Regions from separate parts of the Mus musculus genome. Here regions 1, 2, 3 and 4 are each linked to region 5. The links are chromatin contacts, called in public promoter capture Hi-C maps. All regions are on one chromosome and are shown on one strand. The core of a region is the stretch at or near the end of the contact, and the rest is flanking DNA. Distances in the headings are between cores, read along the strand shown.

Region 1 (3,549 bases), core at 559-3,058, 250 kb after region 5:
CACTCAGCCATGCCGTCAGCCCCTGAATTAAAATACTTCTCTGAAGCAAAGCTCAAGTCTAAGAGATTTGAATACAGATTTTACGCCCTAGGATTAAGAGAGAAGCAAGCTACTTGGGAAGACAGTGAGAGACGCTGAGAACAGGGACCTGGGCTTCTCAAAGGCATTGCCATGAGTTAGGAATGGGGAGGTGGCTCCGTCCACTAGACGCTGGCCATGCCAGTGTGAAGACCTGAGTTCCTTCCCTAGCTCCTACATCAAAGGCTGGGTGTGGGGGTGCGGGGTGCAGGGCTGGAGGCTTAGCAGTTAGGGCAGGTGCTTAATTCTCTTCTCAGCACCTCTGCGGGCAGTTCATAACCACCTGTAAACCCCAGTTTCATGGGAACCACACTGCCCTCTTGTGGTCCCCTCAGGCACTGCATGCACATGCACACACCTATATATGATTTAAAATCATTGCAAACACTGTCTGTAGTGGCACCTACTTACTGTTTGTCTCTGTGCTGAGAGAATAGACACAGGAGGGGGTTGGAGCTCTAGGTAATGAGATGGTGTCACAGAAACAGGCTGGCTGCGCCCTAGGGACTGACACCTGAGGTCAATCTCTGGTCTCCGTATGCATACAAGTGTACCCCTCCATTCGTGAAGGATGCATGCTCTCTCTCTCTCTCTCTCTCTCTCTCTCTCTCTCTCTCTCTCTCTCACACACACACACACACACAATTATTATCTGTGCATTAAGTAATTCAGTGCCTTTTGGCTGCCGGTGCCACTGGAAGGCATTTGATTTGTGCAATTCCCCATGACTTAAAGCATGGAGGAGAAGGCTCAGTAGTTAATTAAGAGTACTTACTGGTCTATCTGAGGACTGGTGTTTGGAACCCACCCACCCTACATTGGGTAGCTTGAAAATATGTGTAACTAGCTCTGATGTATCTGATGCCCCCTTCTGGCCTCCATGGGTACCTATACAACTTCACAGACACACACACACACACACACACACACACACACACACACACACACACACACACACACTGTCAGCTATCCCTTCCATATATATTTTTTAAAAACTTGAAAGTGCTTTTGCAACTATCCACTCTCCTCCCAGGCAAGTGAAGCCCCTGCCAGCATCCCCCAGAGGGAAGAACGGAGCAGCCGCCATCTGAAGGATCCTGGCAAGGTGCTCTTGATCTGAGATAAGAGAGCTTTGGGATCTCTCTCTCCCTTGTACTGAGAGCAGCAGAGGTTCTATCGGGTTTGTAAAAGCATGTCCTTTTGCTGCAAAGCCTTGGCCTAAAAAGCCCAGAGAAAACCCAGACTGTGTGCCAGTGACCTTCGGCCCTCAGGAAGATGTGAGGAGCCAGTAAGAAGAAGGGAGGGACGAATGATGGAGGGCGGCGGGGAGGGTGGGGGCAGGAGGGATGGAGAGGAGGGCAGCTGAGCGGAACTGTAGTCTCACTGAACGGGTGGGTCACAGGTCCTCCCCTGCTGGGTTCCTTACCCCATTCTTGTCGAAGGCTCGGAACATGCTCTCTACATACTGGCTGGCCTCCTCATTGCCCGTGACCTTGAAGAAGCGCTTGAACTCGTGCATGAAGAGCGTCCCACTGGGACACTCCACGACAAACTTCTTGTACCACTCCTGCAACTCCGCCACATCCATCTCCCCGGCCGCCTCCGCCTCTTCCCAGCTCAGCTGCTGCCCCATCCCGGCTTTTAGAAAGAGACTCAGCCAGGCCCGCTACCTCCTCCAAGTCCTCCGCTGACCTTAGGCTCCTCTCTCCTTGGTCTGAGCAGCCCTTTCACTGTCTCGGGGAAACTGAACTTGATTGGTTGTGAAGGGACCTCCAGAAGGGAGGGGCAGACCCCGGGCAGCTTAGCGGTGTAAAGACCATTAGGAGATTCCTGGGGAGGTCTGACCTCCAGAAAGCTAAGCTTCCTCTGCCTCGCCCCTCCACAGGTCCAGTGAGAGGCAGGCTATGAGGGTAAGAGCCTGGGGGATGGGGTGGGGTGGGGGCAGGGCTCTTGGTCCACCAGTGTCTGCAGCTCCCTTACAGACCATGCCTGAATCTTGAAGGACAGATGCGTCTCTCCAGCCCTTCTCTCCGTGATTGCTCCCATCCACTCCTGAGCACTAACCCGCGGGCAGGACCCAGGAGAGTGGTCCACAGTGTCTGCAAGGGCTCTGATACTAAAGGCCACATGACCTTGCTTTAAGCAGCGGTTACACATTCACTAGGTTGACCAAGCACATAGTTATTACATGCTGAATCAAGTACATATTCATTGCTCATGACTATAATCCCAGCACTGGAGAAGCAGAAGGGTCTCGAGTTCAAAACCACTCTGGGTTGCCCTGTTGACACAGGGGGACACTCCCACTCCCACCGCATCAATAACAAAAACAACCAAAGTAGATATTTATGCTATCTTTTAGATTTCATTTTTTGAGACAGGTTCTCACGTTGCAGTTCTGGCTAGCCTTGAATTCACTATGTAGACCAGAAAGGCCTTGAACTCACAGAGATCTACCTGTCGTCTCTAACTCTCAAATGCTGGGTGCTGGGATTAAAGGTGTTTCCTACCATGCTTGGCTAGATCTTATTTTTATTTTATGTAAAGAAGTGTGTGTGTGTGTGTGTGTGTGTGTGTGTGTGTGTAGCATCACATGTGTGCAGTGCTCATAGAGGCCAGAAGAGGTTGTCAGGTCCCCCAGACTGGAGTTAATTCATTGTGAGTCACCATGTGGGTGCTGGAAACTGAATCTGGGTACTCTGCAAGAACAAGTGTTTTTTTAATTATTGAGCCATCTCTCCAACATTTGTGCTTATTTTATTTTTTTTAAAAATGTGTTTTTATTATTTTAAAAATGTATGTGTGTGTGTATGGTGAGGGTTGTGCTCATGAGAGTGCAGTGCCCACTGAGGCCAGAAGAGGGCGGTAGATCTCTTGGAGCTGGAGTCACAGGCAGTTGTGAACCACCTAACATGTGTGCTCATATCGGAACTCAGGTCCTCTACAAGAGCAGAACAAGCTCCTAACCACTGAGCAATACCTCCAGCCCATTAGAACCTATGTTGGTTTTTAAGCCGTGTGAAGTAGTGCACACTTGTGAGCCTGTCCTTGGGATGGATGCTCATTGTGGAATTGGCCTGACCTCATGGCTCAGTGATCTTTGTCACCTGACACCCTGATTCCTTTGAATCTCACCATTAGTCTCCAGGTAAGGCCTCTACCTCCACTGTCATCCTTTCCAGGACTAGACACGTTTTCTCCCATGTCCCACATTTCTCTGGGCCTGAGGTTTGGGCTGGTGCTTTCCTTGTGCCCCACTGTTGTCTGCAATGGCCCCTGTCCCTCCTCAAACCACCTGCCCCAAGGCTGGAGAAGATGGCTCAGTAGTTAAGAGTCCTTTCTACTCTTCTGAAGAGACTGAGTTGGGTTCCCATTAACCACACTGAACAGTTTACAACTAACTGCCTGTGATTCCAGTTTCAGGGGGCTCCAATGCCTCTTCTGGCTTCTGCAGGCACCTGATATACATAC
Region 2 (3,594 bases), core at 354-2,853, 190 kb after region 5:
TGCACCTAGGAAAGGTGGGTGACAGTTTGCTATTGATGTCTTCCTTCAGGCCAAGGAAGGTGTTGGGGCATCCCAGAGTACACTTAGGGTTCACTTGCCAGCACTGGTATCTTCTTTGCCTAGACACGCCCCCACTTGGTCCTGCTCTCTTCCCCATTACTGAAACCTGTGCTCTGTCAGAGACAGCCTTCCCTCTCCACTCTGAGGCTAGGTTCCCCTCAGAAATGCCTCTTCTCTTTCTCATGCACCTAAAGGCTGTCTTCCAGCAGAGGCCCCCAAAGGGCAGGAGGGCATACTCTTAGTTTTGCTTGCCTGCTGGTGAGAGATCTTTAGGTCAGGGAAAGGTGACATCTTGTTCTTGCCCTGGCCCCCAATGTAATCATTTGGGTGTTGAACAGAACTCCAAGTACCATAAAGGTGATGAGGAAGGCAGGTAAAACTAGGGAGTGATTGGTGACACACCCCTGTCTCCCACTTCAGACACCAGAAGCATGGATCAAAAACAAGAAGTGAGTACCGTTCCCCCATTTTCCCGGGGTTCCCCCCAGTTAAGAGTGTATAAACTGGAGATTGACAAAGAGATAGGAGTGTCCCATAGCCGGAGCTGGGGAAGGGCCAATTTATTTCCAGTAGTTTGCAAAGACACACCACCCTTGATTCAAAGGGTCCGCACTCTCCTCTGTCCCACCTCTGACTCTTCAGTCCGAGACCATAGACAACCCAGATCCAAGAGGACCTGGGCAAGAGCATGTGACACTCAGCCCCCTTCCCTCCCCACCCCCAACCAAACCAAACAAAGCTAATTTGATGTCGCAAATGGCTGGCAATCTGCTAACAGTGGCCTGCTCGCTGACTTTCCTTTCTCAAACAGAACGAACGGCAAGGGCACCTGAGGCAGGCTCTCTCTGCGGGACAGAGGAAGCGGAAAGGACTAGGGACAGACGTCTAGATCTCTGACTCAGAATGCGGATATGTGGTAGGAGACACAGCAAAGACAGCCACACAAACAGAAACCCTACCAAAGGTTATGAAGGGAGACAGGGAACGGCAGGTGAGGGCGGCAAGGATCGGCGGCCTCACTTCAGGGGTTCCCTGCACCTCTCTGACTCGGGCTGCCGCGCCTCCTTCCCCTTCCCAGCATCTCCTCAGCCGGTCCACAGGTTCCAACGTGTCCCTGCCCCAGCCCGCTTTCCCAGCGCCCAAGTGACGCCAGAGCCAGGAGGGAAGAGGCGCCACGGGGAACTCTCCCTTGTTTTTTTTTTTTTTTTTTCCCCCAGCCGGGGTGCACTCACCAAAGTCCCTGGTTCCCTCCTCTTGGGCCTCGTGGGTGAAAATCCAGGGTGGATTGGTGGCGTAGAGGGACGTGGTGGAGGGGTGGGCGTGCTTCTTCCCAAAGAGTTTGCTGAAAGTGCCCTGCATGGTCTGGTTCTTTTTCATGCTGCTGCAGGCCGATCTGTCCCCGAGGGAAGGACCTTCCGTCCCTAGGCCTGTCCTGCTCCAGACTGAACCCCGCAGCGTCTTCCCAGGGGACACTAGCAGGCCATGGTCCCCAGCCGCGCTCCCCGCCCGCGCACCCGGCGACAGGTGGTGCGGGCGCCGCCGCCGCTCGCCTGGAAATGCGAGCTACCTGGACAGGTAAGAGGCTGCCGCCCGGAGCCGGCCCCGCCCCGCCGCCCAACTCCCCGGGCCACATTCCTGCCTCCTTCCACAACAGCCTATTGTTGGCACCGTGCGCTGCGCGGAGGACCTCGCCCGGCCCACGCCCTGCTGGGGAGCAGAGCCGCCCCCTGCCGCGGGTTCCCTACCGGCACGCCCGATCCACCCCCACTTTTTTTTTTTTTTTTTTTTTTTTTCTGGACCAGGAAAAGCCCAAGGCGAGTTCCTTGAGTCTGTGAGCCCTTCCTGAGCAGATCAGGGTGGACAGTTTAGAAATGACTTGCATCCCAGAAAAGTACCTGCCTGGCCAAGCTAGCATGGCCCAGAGCATCCCGTGGGCCCTCTGACATGTGTGAGGGAGACTTCGATGAATACAAATGATGAATACACAGGAAGTTAGAGGCCAGGTAGAGTTAAGAAATTTCTGCACATTTTTTTTCCTTTTTTTTTTTTTTTTGTTGTTGTTGTTGTTGTTGTTGTTGTTGTTGTTGTTGTTTTTTTGTTTTTCCGAGACAGGAGTGCTGGGATTAAAGGCTTGTGCCACCACCGCCCGGCTAATTTCTGTACCATTTTTTGTTTGTTTGTTTGTTCGTTTGTTTTTGGTTTTGTTTTTGTTTTCGAGACAGGGTTCCTCTGTATAGCCCTAGCTGTCCTGGAACTCACTTTGTAGACCAGACTGGCCTCAAACTCAGAAATCTGCCTGCCTCTGCCTCGAAAGTTCTGGGATTAAAGGCGTGTGCCACCATCGCCCGGCTAGTTTCTGTACCATTAGAGAACACAGGAAGAAACTATCCTCATGGTTAGGCCTCCATATATATTAATATACTAATATATTAAATATTTAACATATTCAATATATAATTATTTTATATATTTCATATTGTTTCTTGTTTATTATTTATATTGTGTATATTATTAATATATTAAAGATAATATATTTAATACATTATATAGTGTGTATATTAGAGAGACCCTGCCATATATGTCATATACATACATGTATGTATTATGTATGTATGTATGTATGCATCTATCTATCTATCTATCTATCTATGTATGGCAGGGTCTGTCTATTATGTAGCCATTGCTGTCCTGAAATTTGTAGACCAGGCTGGACTTGAACTTATGACTATCTCAACTCTGTCTCCCAAGTGCTGGGATTAAATGCTCAGACCACCAAGCCCGATCTTAATGTATATTTCATGAAATAAAATTTAGTCTTTGGCAATTTCATACATAAACAATGTGTCTTGAGCATATCATGCAGGCTATCCCTCTCCCACTCTTCCCTCCCATCCCTTTCTCCTCTTCATCATCCCTCCCCGCCCCCCTTTAAATCTACTGGGTCTAGTTAGTGCTGCCTATCAGAAAGTTGACTGATCTCATTGGCCTGAGCCTGTATGGATAACCACATTGTAGTCTGTTTCAGAACACAATGACCACGTCATGCCCTGAACACAGCTCTAGAAAATTTGGTATTTTATAGACACCAGATTCTTCTCTCCTGGAATATTCTTTTGAGACAAAATGTTACTTTGTAGCTCTGGCTGGCATGAAACTTTCTATATAGACCAAGCTGGCTTTAAATTCATAGAGATCTGCCTGCCTTTGCTCCCAAGTACTGGGATTAAAGGTATACTGCATGCCTGACTATGAATGTAATTTTTAGAAACCAGATTTGGGGGGGCTGAGGAGATGGCTCAGAAGTAAAGAGCCCTGGCTGTCTTTTCAGTTCCAAGCAACCACGTGGCAGTGGATAGTGATCTGTAGTTCCGGTTACAGGGGATCAGATGTGTGCACTGCACACACACAGGCAAATACTCATACACATTAAAATTTTATATATATATATATATATATATATATATATATATATATATATATATTTTTTTTTTTTTTTTTTTTTTCCCCCAGGCAGGGTTTCTCTGTGTAGCCCTG
Region 3 (3,436 bases), core at 549-3,048, 160 kb before region 5:
GAGGAACCAAACTGAGGTCCTCTGAAAGCAATCTTACCTGTTATCCACTGAGCCATCTCTCCAACCCCTCCCTCTTTTTGTCCCTTCTAATCTTCCTATGACCCTCTGGGTAGATAGTATCACCCCCCTTTTTACAACTGAGTGGGGGAGGGGGAGGTCAAAATCGTGGCGGGACTTCCCAAGGTCATGACAAACCTCAGGTTTCCTGATTCCAAACCTGGCTCATCTGCTACCTACCTATGCCTCCCCTCCCCAACCAAGCCAATGAGACCCAGAGAATAATCAGGCAGACGAGACTTCCTGTGGAAGGGTCCTGTGGTCACAGAAATGCGCCTGCCTCTGCCCAGCTCTGTCTCCCAAGCATCCCCAGTATGCCTTGACTCAGTTCTACTTGCACCCTGAATCCCTGTCACAGTATTCAATGGAGATGACTGTTGCCTCCACAGAGACACCAGCTCTGCCCTGAGAGCTCACCCCAGCCAGGGAGCCACTGTGTGTGCCGTCCCCCTCCCGTCCAGCCCGAAAAGTACCGTGTTAGGCATCTGCATCTCAGGGTTGATGTAGCCCAGCACGCTGTCCAGGCGCATAATGTTGTCAATGACATCATCAAACTAGAAGAGAGAAACGTCCATGTCGTTTCCATCTGGGGTCGGCCCACCTAGAGAGGGGCAGCTGCCCCCCTGCCACCTCACCCAACCTGCTCATCTGGAGGAGGAGGAAATGACAAGAGGAGCGTCCTACAGCCGAGCCTGAGGCTTGTCCCCAGGAATCCCTTGACAGGGAGTTCTTGACACACCTTCCCGGGCTGGGAAAGCACTTCTGTGAGTCTGCCCTGTCCCCAGCAGAGTTGCAAGAAGATAGCAACTCTCTTCAGACTAGGGCGGCTGTGTCTCCCTCAGGCTAGAGGCCCATAAAGAAACACCCCCAGGTCTGCCATGAGGGCCAGACTATTTCCAAACAACTGACACCAAGCCGGAACCCCTACCCCCACCCCCCCCACCCCGCTCACCTCTTTCTCGGGGTTGGAGCTGATATGTAGCATGGCCATGGGACTGTTGGGAGCACTGTTGCCGGCCGAGGTGGACAGTACGTGTCCAGCCCGCACCCCTGGGGATGCTGCTGGGGCAGGCTTCGGGGAACCTTGGGCTGGGCTCACGTGGGCAGCAAACTTGTTCCCATAGGTCTCAGACAGATACTCCCGAACCTTCTGATGCTGGGACTGTTGCAGGTGGTAGGAGGTGGGGTTCTCCAGGTAGGACTGCACCTGGGGAGGGGGAAGGCACAGCTGTGGAGGGGGCAGGGACTCCTCTACAGGGAGCAGGGATGGGAGAGGCAGGGGCCTTACCTTCAGCACCTCCCCGGGCACAGGCGGGGGCGACTGGAAGTGGACAGGGGTGTTGATGGCTGGGGTGGGGGGCCCACCCAGCTGCTGCTGCTGCTGCTGCTGCTGTTGCATATAATGCATGACAGCCTGCTGCTGCATGCGCTCTCGCTGCTCCTCCTGCTGGGCCTGCTCCCGCATGAGCTGCATGCGCAGCCCGATGCGTGACGCCATGGCAGCTGTTGGTTCGGGCTCCCTGTAGTCGAGGGGAGACAGGCCCATGAAGTATTCATCATCTTCGTAGTCTTTAAGCACAGGCTGGCATAAGTATGGTTGCTCCCATTGTGCACAAGGAGAAACTGAGTCCGGGCAGAAGGGATTTGCCCAAGACCACTGAGCGAGCTGAGCCATGAACCCAAGTTCCCTGAGTTCTAGACCAGAGGTGAACACTGTCCTTCAGTGACTGCAGGAGTCCACCTGACCCCTCGCTGTCACATCCACATCCTGAGTATTTCATACCTGGCCTCAGCTCCGGCCCCCTCTCCCGCCCCTCCCCAGGCCAGCCTGCACCACGCCTCCTCAGGGCCTGAGGAGCCTCCAGATGCTCCTCCGTGCTCCTCCCCCACCATCTGCTCACAGTAGCTCCATCATCCTGTTAGTTCCTGCCCTGCTGTCTGCTCCCAACTCTCCATAGCTCCCAGTTCATCGGAACAAAAGCCTAAATCCTTAAACCCAGCCTAAATGGTCCTCTGTAATCTGCTGCACCCTCATGGTCCCCCATAGACTTCCCGCCCCCAACACATGCTTCTCTCCCTTGTTCTCCCTGCTCCAGCCACACCCCCAGCCTTAAACTATCCTTCAAACACTCCAGGCATGCTTTCTCCGCCCCCCACCGTCCCCCCCCCCCACCTTTGCACTTGCTGTTGCCTCCACCTGGAATGTTCTTTACACAGATACCATCAAGGCTCACTTCTTCACCTCCTCCGAGAGACTCTAATGTCACCTCAGAGTGCCATTTCAGGACCACTGTGCTAAAATGGCATACCACCACCACCTTGCTTCTCTATATCAGATGCCACCATCTAGGACAGAACATATTTTTTTTTTTTGCTTCTTATTACGTTTGTTATTGTTATTCCATGTCTGTCCCTTACTAGGAATGCAAGTCCCCTGAGGGGACACATTTCATCTGTTTGTTTACTGCTAGACCTTCGGCCTCTAGCCGTTGGGTCATGGGAGACAGAAAGAAGCCATTGCATGAAGCAAATGAGAATGGATATTATCCATGAACCAGGCACTGGAGATGTACCCCGTCCCTGGCTCCTGGCGCCCAAAGTCGGCGAGAGAAAGGAAGACCCACAGGCAGAGAATCACCACCTCAGGGCTCCTCACTGCTCGGAGCTCAGAGCTTGACCCACTGTGGGAAGGTGTGGCTGAGGCCCCAACCAAGGCTGAAGGGGGGCAGGCAACTCGGCATGCTCGCTCTGTCTCTAGCTCAATGAGTGACAGTAACCAAGTCCCTTCCCCTCTCTAGGCCACAAAGGAAAGAGCAGAACCCAGTGACTTCTCAGGGACAGCCCAAGACTGATAGGCACTGGTCTGGCCGTATCTGAGACCATGACAGTACAGTTAGGGACTAGAGGGATTTGGCAAGGCATGACTTCATGATTGAGCAACGGCTTCCCCAAAGGGCTGGTGGAGCAGAGCGCTCGCTGATTCTTTGTTATGTGACCTTGGTCAAGCTATAATCCTGGAGCCTCAGTTTATCTTCCTCTGCATTTAGTAAAAACTGGCAGCTTTGTGCAGTGCCTGGCAGTCTGAGTACATGAGACTGGTACAATCTAGCTAGCGTCTTCAAACCCGGCATCCAAGGCCTCCATCAGCCCTGTTTGGAGGCCCTTGCTTAATTACAAACCACAGTCTTTCATAAAGAAGGGAAATCAGAGGCACAGTGCAGGACAAAGCTAGGACCCCACCCCAGGTATCTGGTCTACCCCATGCTGGGGAAGGGAGGCCTGGGGGCTGGGACATCTGGTCTACCCCATGCTGGGAAGGGGAAGCCTGGGGGGCAGAGTTGTTCCCAGTTGGGAAACTGGTTGATCCAGAACCAGGAGT
Region 4 (3,780 bases), core at 841-3,340, 150 kb after region 5:
CTAAGGCGGGCTCAGGGGAATCTTGTTGAGCAGTGCCAAGCGCCTAGTGACATGGCCACTTTTGCAGCCAGTCCTAGACACCGGTGCACTGCCAGGTGCTCTTCAGGCCCTGGGTCAGGCCAGCCTCTCCTGGTGTGCGACCAGTAGGTTATCGCTTCCTCTTTGACCTTGTTCCTTTGCCTTCTGTTGTAGATGTCCTCGGCCAACATCTTGGTCTTTCTTTGATGTTTTTTCCCCATGTGCCTACCCAACCAGAAGGGTCTTGGAAGTGCCATCTCTCATGCCAGGGACATGGTTCCTCTGGTCCTCCACCTCCAGACGTTTCTGCCCAGCTGGTCTCAGCATCCAACTATTTGTACCCAGTTGTCTGGTTTTTGTCCTCTGCGTAGACCATGCTAGGTCTTGTTCATTTGTGTTTAGACAGCACACTCTTCCTCCCTGCCAGTCTGATGCTGCCCCACCCAAATGCGCAGGCTCCCTGCTCTTCCCCAGCCACATCCCCTGCCAGGGTAGACCATTCTCAGCCCTGCAGTAAGACTGGAGATCCTCCCAGAGACTGGCCACCCCTAGTCCAAATGTCTCCAGTGCAAACCTGGCCAATGAGGTCCCCTGACAGGTCTTTGTCTTGCAGGTCACTCATCCTCCTGTGCGCTATTTAGCAGATAGAGGTCCAGAGCCTCTTGTGTATGCTGAACGCTTGGCACGGTGCCAACTCTAATGATACTCTGCTGAACAAGACATACATAGTTCCTACCTCCAGGGAATTCACTCTAGTGGGAAACTACACAAAATGAAACTAAAAGTGTTGTAGGCTGTAGAGGGTGCCAGAAGGGGCTTCTACCCTGCAGGGAGAAAGTCTTCACTTGGCTCCTGGTTGTCCTGTGCCTCTCCTTCCAGCCCTTCAGCCTGTCCCCCATTCCACCCTTCCCTTCTGCAGTCACTCAAACAGCAGTTGAGCTTTTTCTAAGGGAGACCATTTGGATACAGACACTGACAAATACCAGGGTAGACCTAGGTCCCTGCTTCCCCAGCTCTTACAGTGTGTGTGTGTGTGTGTGTGTGTGTGTGTGTGTGTGTGTCAGCCCACAGTGTGTCTGTGTGTGTGTGTGTCTGTGTGTGTGTGTGTGTGTGTGTGTGTGTGTGTGTGTGTGTATGTGTGTGTGTGTGTATGTAGGGGATGGAGGGGCAGTGGACAGCCCACAACACACGTGGTATGTCAGTCCCGTGGTGCCATCAGAGACCTGGAGGAAAAGAATTGAAGGATGGGACAAGGAAACTAAGAGCCATAAGGGGTAGGTAGTGTGCAAAGCTTGGGCTACTAACCTGGGGAGCAGGCAGTGGCCAAAGCCTTCACAGAAGCCAAGCAGGCACTGGGGCTTGGGAGGAGAGGCTGGGGGAGGGGCCAGCCAGAGAACCGAATGGCCTGTCCTCCACCCACCCTGCTTCTTTCAGGATCTCTGACAGGGGATTTGAGACCTGTTGATATAGGCCATATGAGCAGCCACTTTGTGGGGGCAGAGTTTGGTGCCGTTCTGGCAGGGCAGATAAAGGCAGCACTTGTCACAAAATAGGGCAGGAGGAATTATTGTGGGAGCTGCCCTTTAAAAAAAAAAAATGGCCTAAGAAGAACGTTGTAGTTGAGTAGAGCACAAAGTGCAGCCATCTTTGTGGAAAGAGAACAGCAAACAAGCATACTCTCTGTCAGAGGCAGGAGCGTGTGTGCCCCCAGACTGTAGGCAGACTTGCACGGGAGGGTCAAGTGGGCTCAGTTCAGCAAGGGCTTGGGGTGCTGTTCAGAGGGAGATGTGGAGGCAGAGGACCATAGGCAGGGCTGGGAACAAGGTCAGTCAACTCCTCACAGAGGGTGGCATTTCCCAGTTAGGATTTATGGTGGGGTGAAGGGGTGGAGCAGCTAGAGCTAGCCATTCAGGAACTGGGGGGGACGGACTGGCCCTAGCCCCAGAGAGCCAAAGTGTACCCTACCTAAGAAGAGGCAGGAAACAGAAACCTACTGATAGCCTGGAGGACACCCTCCTGTGGAGGCCTGTGTTACCAGGGAGATGGGTAAACAAGAGGGAACCTGTTCTGCCTCCTCTGACCAAGAGAAAGAAGGGGGCTGGTCTGAGGCCTCTGCTGAGATCTCAGTGGGTGGGGTTGGCCCAGTGAGCCTTTGAAAGAGGAGGGTAAGCAGAGGGAGGATGGGAGGGGAGGCAGAGGGAGGAGGGGAGGGGAAGGTAGGCAGAGGGAGGAGAGGAGGGTAAGCAGAGGGAGGAGGGGAGGGGAGGCAGAGGGAGGAGGGGAGGGGAGGCAGAGGGAGGAGGGGAGGGTAAGCAGAGAGAGGAAGGGAGGGCAATAGAGTGCAGCTTGGAGCTGGCCTGAGAGGCATGAGATCCAGGCCTCCTTGGGCCTGGGGCTCTTGTCCCATCTCTGTGGAGCCAGTGTAGAGTCAGTTGTAAGGAGGCCTTGCCCTTGTAAAACCTGATTATACCAGGCTGGGGGTGGGTTGGGGCATTTCTGTCACTTCCACATCAGTAAATCAGGACGATCCCAGGAAAGGGCAGCTGGAGTGGATGAGGCTTCCCATGTGGTGCTAGGAAGAACCACACCCCTTTATCCTGAGGGTCCCAGGCTCTCCAAATGCCCCAGGGCCCAGTGCCCTGCTGGGCACACTCTCTACCACTGCGTGACATGTGACATCCCCAGCCCAGAGGCATGCCCAGGGCAGAGCAGGGAGGCTCTTCCCAGTGTCTTTGTAGGAACAAGAAGAGCCTGAGCCTTGTCGTTTATTGCCACCTCTGAGTTTTCCTGGTGACAGGTTTATCATTCTTCTGTTTCGCTCAGGGTCACCCAGAAGCGAGTGCTTAAGTCTCTGACCATCAGCGTGCACAGCCCCAGCTGCCAGTCTGGGGAGAGGAACCAAGCCTACAGGTACAGATTTGTCATGGATGCTTCCAGCCCTGGAAACAAGCGCAAGGAATTTCCCCTCCTGGTGTTTATGGTTTAGGTCCTCTCCATTTGCTTACATCATTGTTCCGTCTTTGTTAGAAGCTATTTTATTGACTCGTGAACAGATGATGTATGAATTCAGCACAGAACTTGGAAGACAGAAGAAGATATAACACGTACCTCCCTCTCCCACCCCAGGCTCTCTGGCCTTTCCCCGAAGCTCCTGATGAGTCAGTATGGTTTTATGTACCAAACACACATGTAAATATACCCTTTTATAGCGGGATAGATACCGTATAAACAGTATTTTCTCCTAGTGGTTAGTGTGTCCTCTGTGCGAATAATAAAGAATTTCTTTTTTTTTTTAAGATTTATTTATTATTATATCTAAGTACACTGTAGCTGTCTTCAGACACACCAGAAGAGGGCGTCCGATCTCTTTAAAGATGGTTGTGAGCCACCATGTGGATTTGAACTTAGGACCTTCAGAAGAATAGTCAGTGCTCTTAACCTCTGAGCCATCTCTCCAGCCCAATAAAGAATTTCTGATTCAAGGCTCTATAGTCCTGTGACAGAGGTTCTTTCTGTGCTCATCCTTGTGACTTGTTGGGTGACAGACGGGGCCTTTACACCTTCTGCTTTGGGGGGGGGGTGTTGTTTGTTTGTTTTTCAAGGCAGAGTTTCTTGATGTAGCCCTGGATGTCATAGAACTTTCTCTGTAGACCAGGTTGGCCTCAAACTCAGAGATCTGCCTGTCTCTGCCTCTCAATTACTAGGACTTAAGGTGAGATGTGCATCATCACCAGGCCCTGTCTTTTTTTTTTTTTTTTTTTT
Region 5 (3,274 bases), core at 541-3,040:
TGTAGTTGTTCTCAAGGAAATAACCTTGAGAACAAGACTGGAGAGATGGCTCAGTTGGTAAGAGCCCTTGGCTGCTCTTCTCAGAAGACACACACTACATTCCTAGCACCCCCACACAGCTCACAAACGTCTGTCACTCTAGTTCCTGGGGAATCTGACTCCAGCTTCTGCAGTGCCCCTCTGCAGACACCAGGCATGCCTGTGGTATACAGACATACATGCAGGCAAAGCACCCATACACATAAAATTTAAAAACAATTCAAGAATAGTTTGTACCCCTGTCCCCCCAAAAGAAATTATACTTTACTTTTCACATTATTAAATATGAAGAAAATACTCATTAATTGTCTTAATTAAATATAATCACTTCAGAATGAAAAATCACTAAAGCACACTACCAATAAAGAATAAGTTTAAATTTGTCCCCAAATTCTCATCTTCCCTTTAATTTCCAAAATGGTCTTATAGTGCCAGAGAGATGGCTTATTGGGTAAAAGAGCTTGCTGCCAAGCCTGACTATCTGAGTTCAATCCTCGGTACATAAATGATGCGAAGAAAGAGCCAACTTCCACAAGTTGTCCTCTGACTTCCATAACTGCTCCACATACATACAAATAAATGTAATTATTTTCATTAAAAATGTGCCTTACAAATCAAAGGGTTCTAAAGAATATTAATATGCCCTTCCTATTCACAATCATACAATACAACAGGCAGAGGGACTGCAATCTTATCTTACAGAAGTTTTTTCATAAAAGGTACTCATAAAGCCATTATGCAATCTAAAAGATGAGTTCACAGCTCTAAAACTCTCCTCAGCTCTGCAGTCAACCTTTCTCCATCACTGTCTGAAGATCTGGGGAGAAATTACCCCATGAAAAATGTTCCACACAAAGCTGCAAGCAGCATACGAACTCAACGCCCTTAGAGCAGTGACTTCAGACTCCTGCTCAGTAAACTTCCCTGGTTAGTTATTTCTCTTTCTCTCTCTCTCTCTCTCTCTCTCTCTCTCTCTCTCTCTCTCTCTCTCTCTCCATATTCTTCAGTTGCTGAAAACAATTAGGCAGAAATCTGTCTGATTAATAAAAACCAAATGAACCATGTCTTTCTCTCCCCAACGGTGTACTCTTCAATGAGATGCCCTGGCCCTGGCCAGCGTCGTTAGCTCTAAAACAGCTCCTCCACCCACCCCAACTACCACATCCCACAGGCACATTGTAAATAAACACAATTCATTTACCCTTTAGCACAACATTAGTGAAACCAAGAGGTTTTCAGCACCCAAGGCTGCCAATTTTTCTATCCCACAAGAACAAAATCAAGTAAAAATGGGTCTCATCTTTTCAAAGTGGACATGAAAGTGGATTTTCAGGCGAAAGATGGAAACTGGATCCAAGACTCCTTGAAGAGAGAAAAAGGTTTCTGGAATTTCCTACTATTAGGGACAAAAGGACTCACAAATTCAATACACATTTCTCTTAACAAAGAACTCCTATGCTGCACCCCCATCTGGTCCCCCACTTCTCAGTCTTTTCCCCCTGTTTCTAGGTCCCCTTTCACTCACCATGGTTCCTTATCTTCTGCACCAAAGGCTCTCTACTTCAGATCCTTCACTACAGCGTTTGTGCCCTGCCCCTTCCAGACCTTCTGGGGCACTTCAGGGCAAAACATTCGTTTCCCACTCCTGTGCAGCCCACCCCAGTTCTATACCCACCAGGACTTCCCTAGCTTGCCTTAATCTCCTTTCTCTTTCCCCACTCCCCATTCCATCCTTTAATTCCCAGGGCCCATCTCCTCGGGTTGCCTTTCGGCCAATCTTTTGACTCCACTATCTTTACCTTGCTGAACCTCCTCGACAAGCAATTCTCCAGTTTCCCAGCTCACCATCATTCCTTCCACCCCGCTTCTAGCGTCCTTTCAGCGTTGTTTCTTTTTCTCCCAGAACTGTCCTATTAACGCCCAGCTCTCAGCTCGCTTCCCGTTAGCCCTTCCACTAACGTCCGATTCTTGATTCCACCTGGTTGTGATCCAGGTCTCCTGTCTCCCTCACTTTACAGAATTTACACCCCTCACCAGCTACTGACCCACACCTTGTCGATCCCACCCCAGCGGCTCCCAGCCCTTCAGCTCATCCCCAGCTCTGCACTAGTTCACACCCTTGTCACGTCTGGCTCTTAATCACTCTCCTCCACTCCCAACTACTACCCCGGCTCTGCTCCTTCCTTGTCTTCCACTTGCAACTCTTCTGGCCCTGGCCCAACACCTCCCACCTGCCAAGCCTTGCCTCTTCCAGACCCCTGCTCCTAGCCCTGACCCCGGATCCCTCTTCCCAGCCCCGGGCTTCCTAACCTCATCCCGGGGCCAGCCTGGGTTTCTTTCTCACTCCACTCTCCGGCTTCTAACCCTTTCTCTCCTAATCCTCTTCATCTCCTACTCAGCAAACCCTTCCGTCCCCGCCCCAGCCTGCCTTCCCCTCTCTCCCTTCAAACCTTTCACCTCACAACCCAGACGTCGCCCACCCCGCCAAAACGCAGCGTCCGCGCGCCGGGACTCGCGCCTTCGCTGTCGCCGCCCGCCGTCCCCGCCCCGGGCGCCCGGGGCCCGCCGGCGTCGCGGTCCCGCCCCCTGCCGCCGCTCCTCCCGCCCGCTAGGCGCACGCCGCCTTTGTCGCCCCTCACCGGGTGTGTGAGGGGATTTTTTTTTTTTTCCCTTTCCTTTAAAAGGGGAGGGCCGGCATGCCCGGGCCGCGTGTCCCCGCCTCCGAATATCTGCGCGAACTCCCAGCCACTGCGGCCCCTCACGCCCCCCGGGCCGCCCCCTCGGCCGCTCCGCCGGCCCTCCGCCCCCTTCCCAGCTCCCTCCCCTCTCTATTTACCGCCATCATCAGCACGCGCGAGCTGTCACCCGGGCGCAAGACGAGCAGGCGGACCACGCCCCTTATCGCCCATTGGCCCGCCTGTCAGAGCCCCGCCCCCAGGTCCCGCAATGCGCCAACGGCGCACCTTCCCGGCCGCGACCTGGGGCCCCGCGCCCTTTACGCAGGTTTGTGCCGTGGGCACCAAGTTTCGGGTCAGCGGCTGTGGCGGGCCGGTGTGAGAGGCTAAGACGCGGCGCGGCGCGGCGCGAGTCACCGGCAAAGTTTGGTTGAGGTACGGAAGAAGGTTTCTAGACAAAGAGGCTCTTAAAGGTACAGAGTCTACTGTCTGGCCCTCCTCCTTAAAGGGCCAGGCACTTTTCCGAGCGCCCCACCCCCACCCCTACGATCTGTAAAGGT

Evidence for each region. Promoter capture Hi-C pulls out the DNA fragments that hold promoters and counts their contacts. Capture Hi-C pulls out chosen DNA fragments and counts their contacts.
Region 1: a contact with region 5 is called in a promoter capture Hi-C map of the HPC-7 cell line. The contact joins the promoter of Guca1b here to the promoter of Usp49 in region 5. A contact is called at or near these places in 13 of 39 promoter capture datasets (the 3T3-L1 cell line, the C10 cell line, the HPC-7 cell line and 10 more), 2 of 484 Hi-C or Micro-C datasets (CD4 T cells and liver), 5 of 115 datasets of contacts at active chromatin or transcription factors (embryonic stem cells, large pre-B cells, microglia and 1 more) and 2 of 9 other capture datasets (adipose tissue and liver).
Region 2: a contact with region 5 is called in a promoter capture Hi-C map of adipose tissue. The contact joins the promoter of AI661453 here to the promoter of Usp49 in region 5. A contact is called at or near these places in 8 of 39 promoter capture datasets (cranial neural crest, embryonic stem cells, fetal liver and 5 more), 1 of 484 Hi-C or Micro-C datasets (embryonic stem cells), 3 of 115 datasets of contacts at active chromatin or transcription factors (embryonic stem cells, large pre-B cells and pancreatic cancer cells) and 3 of 9 other capture datasets (adipose tissue, liver and pancreatic islet).
Region 3: a contact with region 5 is called in a promoter capture Hi-C map of liver, with 2.1 times the contacts expected there. The contact joins the promoter of Tfeb here to the promoter of Usp49 in region 5. A contact is called at or near these places in 3 of 39 promoter capture datasets (embryonic stem cells, liver and pre-B cells), 1 of 15 datasets of contacts at CTCF or cohesin (pro-B cells), 8 of 484 Hi-C or Micro-C datasets (the G1E-ER4 cell line and embryonic stem cells), 3 of 115 datasets of contacts at active chromatin or transcription factors (embryonic stem cells, extraembryonic endoderm stem cells and pancreatic cancer cells) and 2 of 9 other capture datasets (adipose tissue and liver).
Region 4: a promoter capture Hi-C map of the C10 cell line shows a contact between it and region 5. The contact joins the enhancer-like site here to the promoter of Usp49 in region 5. A contact is called at or near these places in 5 of 39 promoter capture datasets (the C10 cell line, the HPC-7 cell line, embryonic stem cells and 2 more), 1 of 15 datasets of contacts at CTCF or cohesin (large pre-B cells), 8 of 115 datasets of contacts at active chromatin or transcription factors (bone marrow-derived macrophages, embryonic stem cells, fetal liver and 3 more) and 2 of 9 other capture datasets (adipose tissue and liver).

What each region holds. Positions count from the first base shown.
Region 1 is chr17:47,383,652-47,387,200 of GRCm38.p6, reverse strand. It overlaps Guca1b (guanylate cyclase activator 1B), which reads right to left and starts at 1,808. Exons shown (of 4, transcript NM_146079.1): 1 at 1,505-1,808. The coding sequence starts at 1,711.
Region 2 is chr17:47,434,648-47,438,241 of GRCm38.p6, reverse strand. AI661453 (expressed sequence AI661453) reads right to left here and starts at 1,603. Exons shown (of 5, transcript NM_145489.2): 1 at 1,293-1,603. The coding sequence starts at 1,437. It also overlaps a transcript of 1700001C19Rik not described here.
Region 3 is chr17:47,784,106-47,787,541 of GRCm38.p6, reverse strand. Tfeb (transcription factor EB) reads right to left here and starts at 1,798. Exons shown (of 8, transcript NM_011549.3): 1 at 1,346-1,798; 2 at 1,010-1,264; 3 at 531-611. The coding sequence starts at 1,732.
Region 4 is chr17:47,482,896-47,486,675 of GRCm38.p6, reverse strand. It overlaps a transcript of Taf8 not described here. Among named protein-coding and RNA genes, the nearest start is that of Taf8, 18 kb to the left of the region's middle. Within about 2 kb of position 2,090, at least 124 of the 459 cell types and tissues checked have an H3K27ac peak or open chromatin away from gene starts, as enhancers often do. A contact at or near this core is called in fetal liver, pancreatic cancer cells and pro-B cells, where this site is marked.
Region 5 is chr17:47,629,206-47,632,479 of GRCm38.p6, reverse strand. Usp49 (ubiquitin specific peptidase 49) reads right to left here and starts at 1,790. Exons shown (of 7, transcript NM_198421.2): 1 at 1,565-1,790. All of the region lies in intron 3 of Gm20517 (predicted gene 20517), which reads right to left.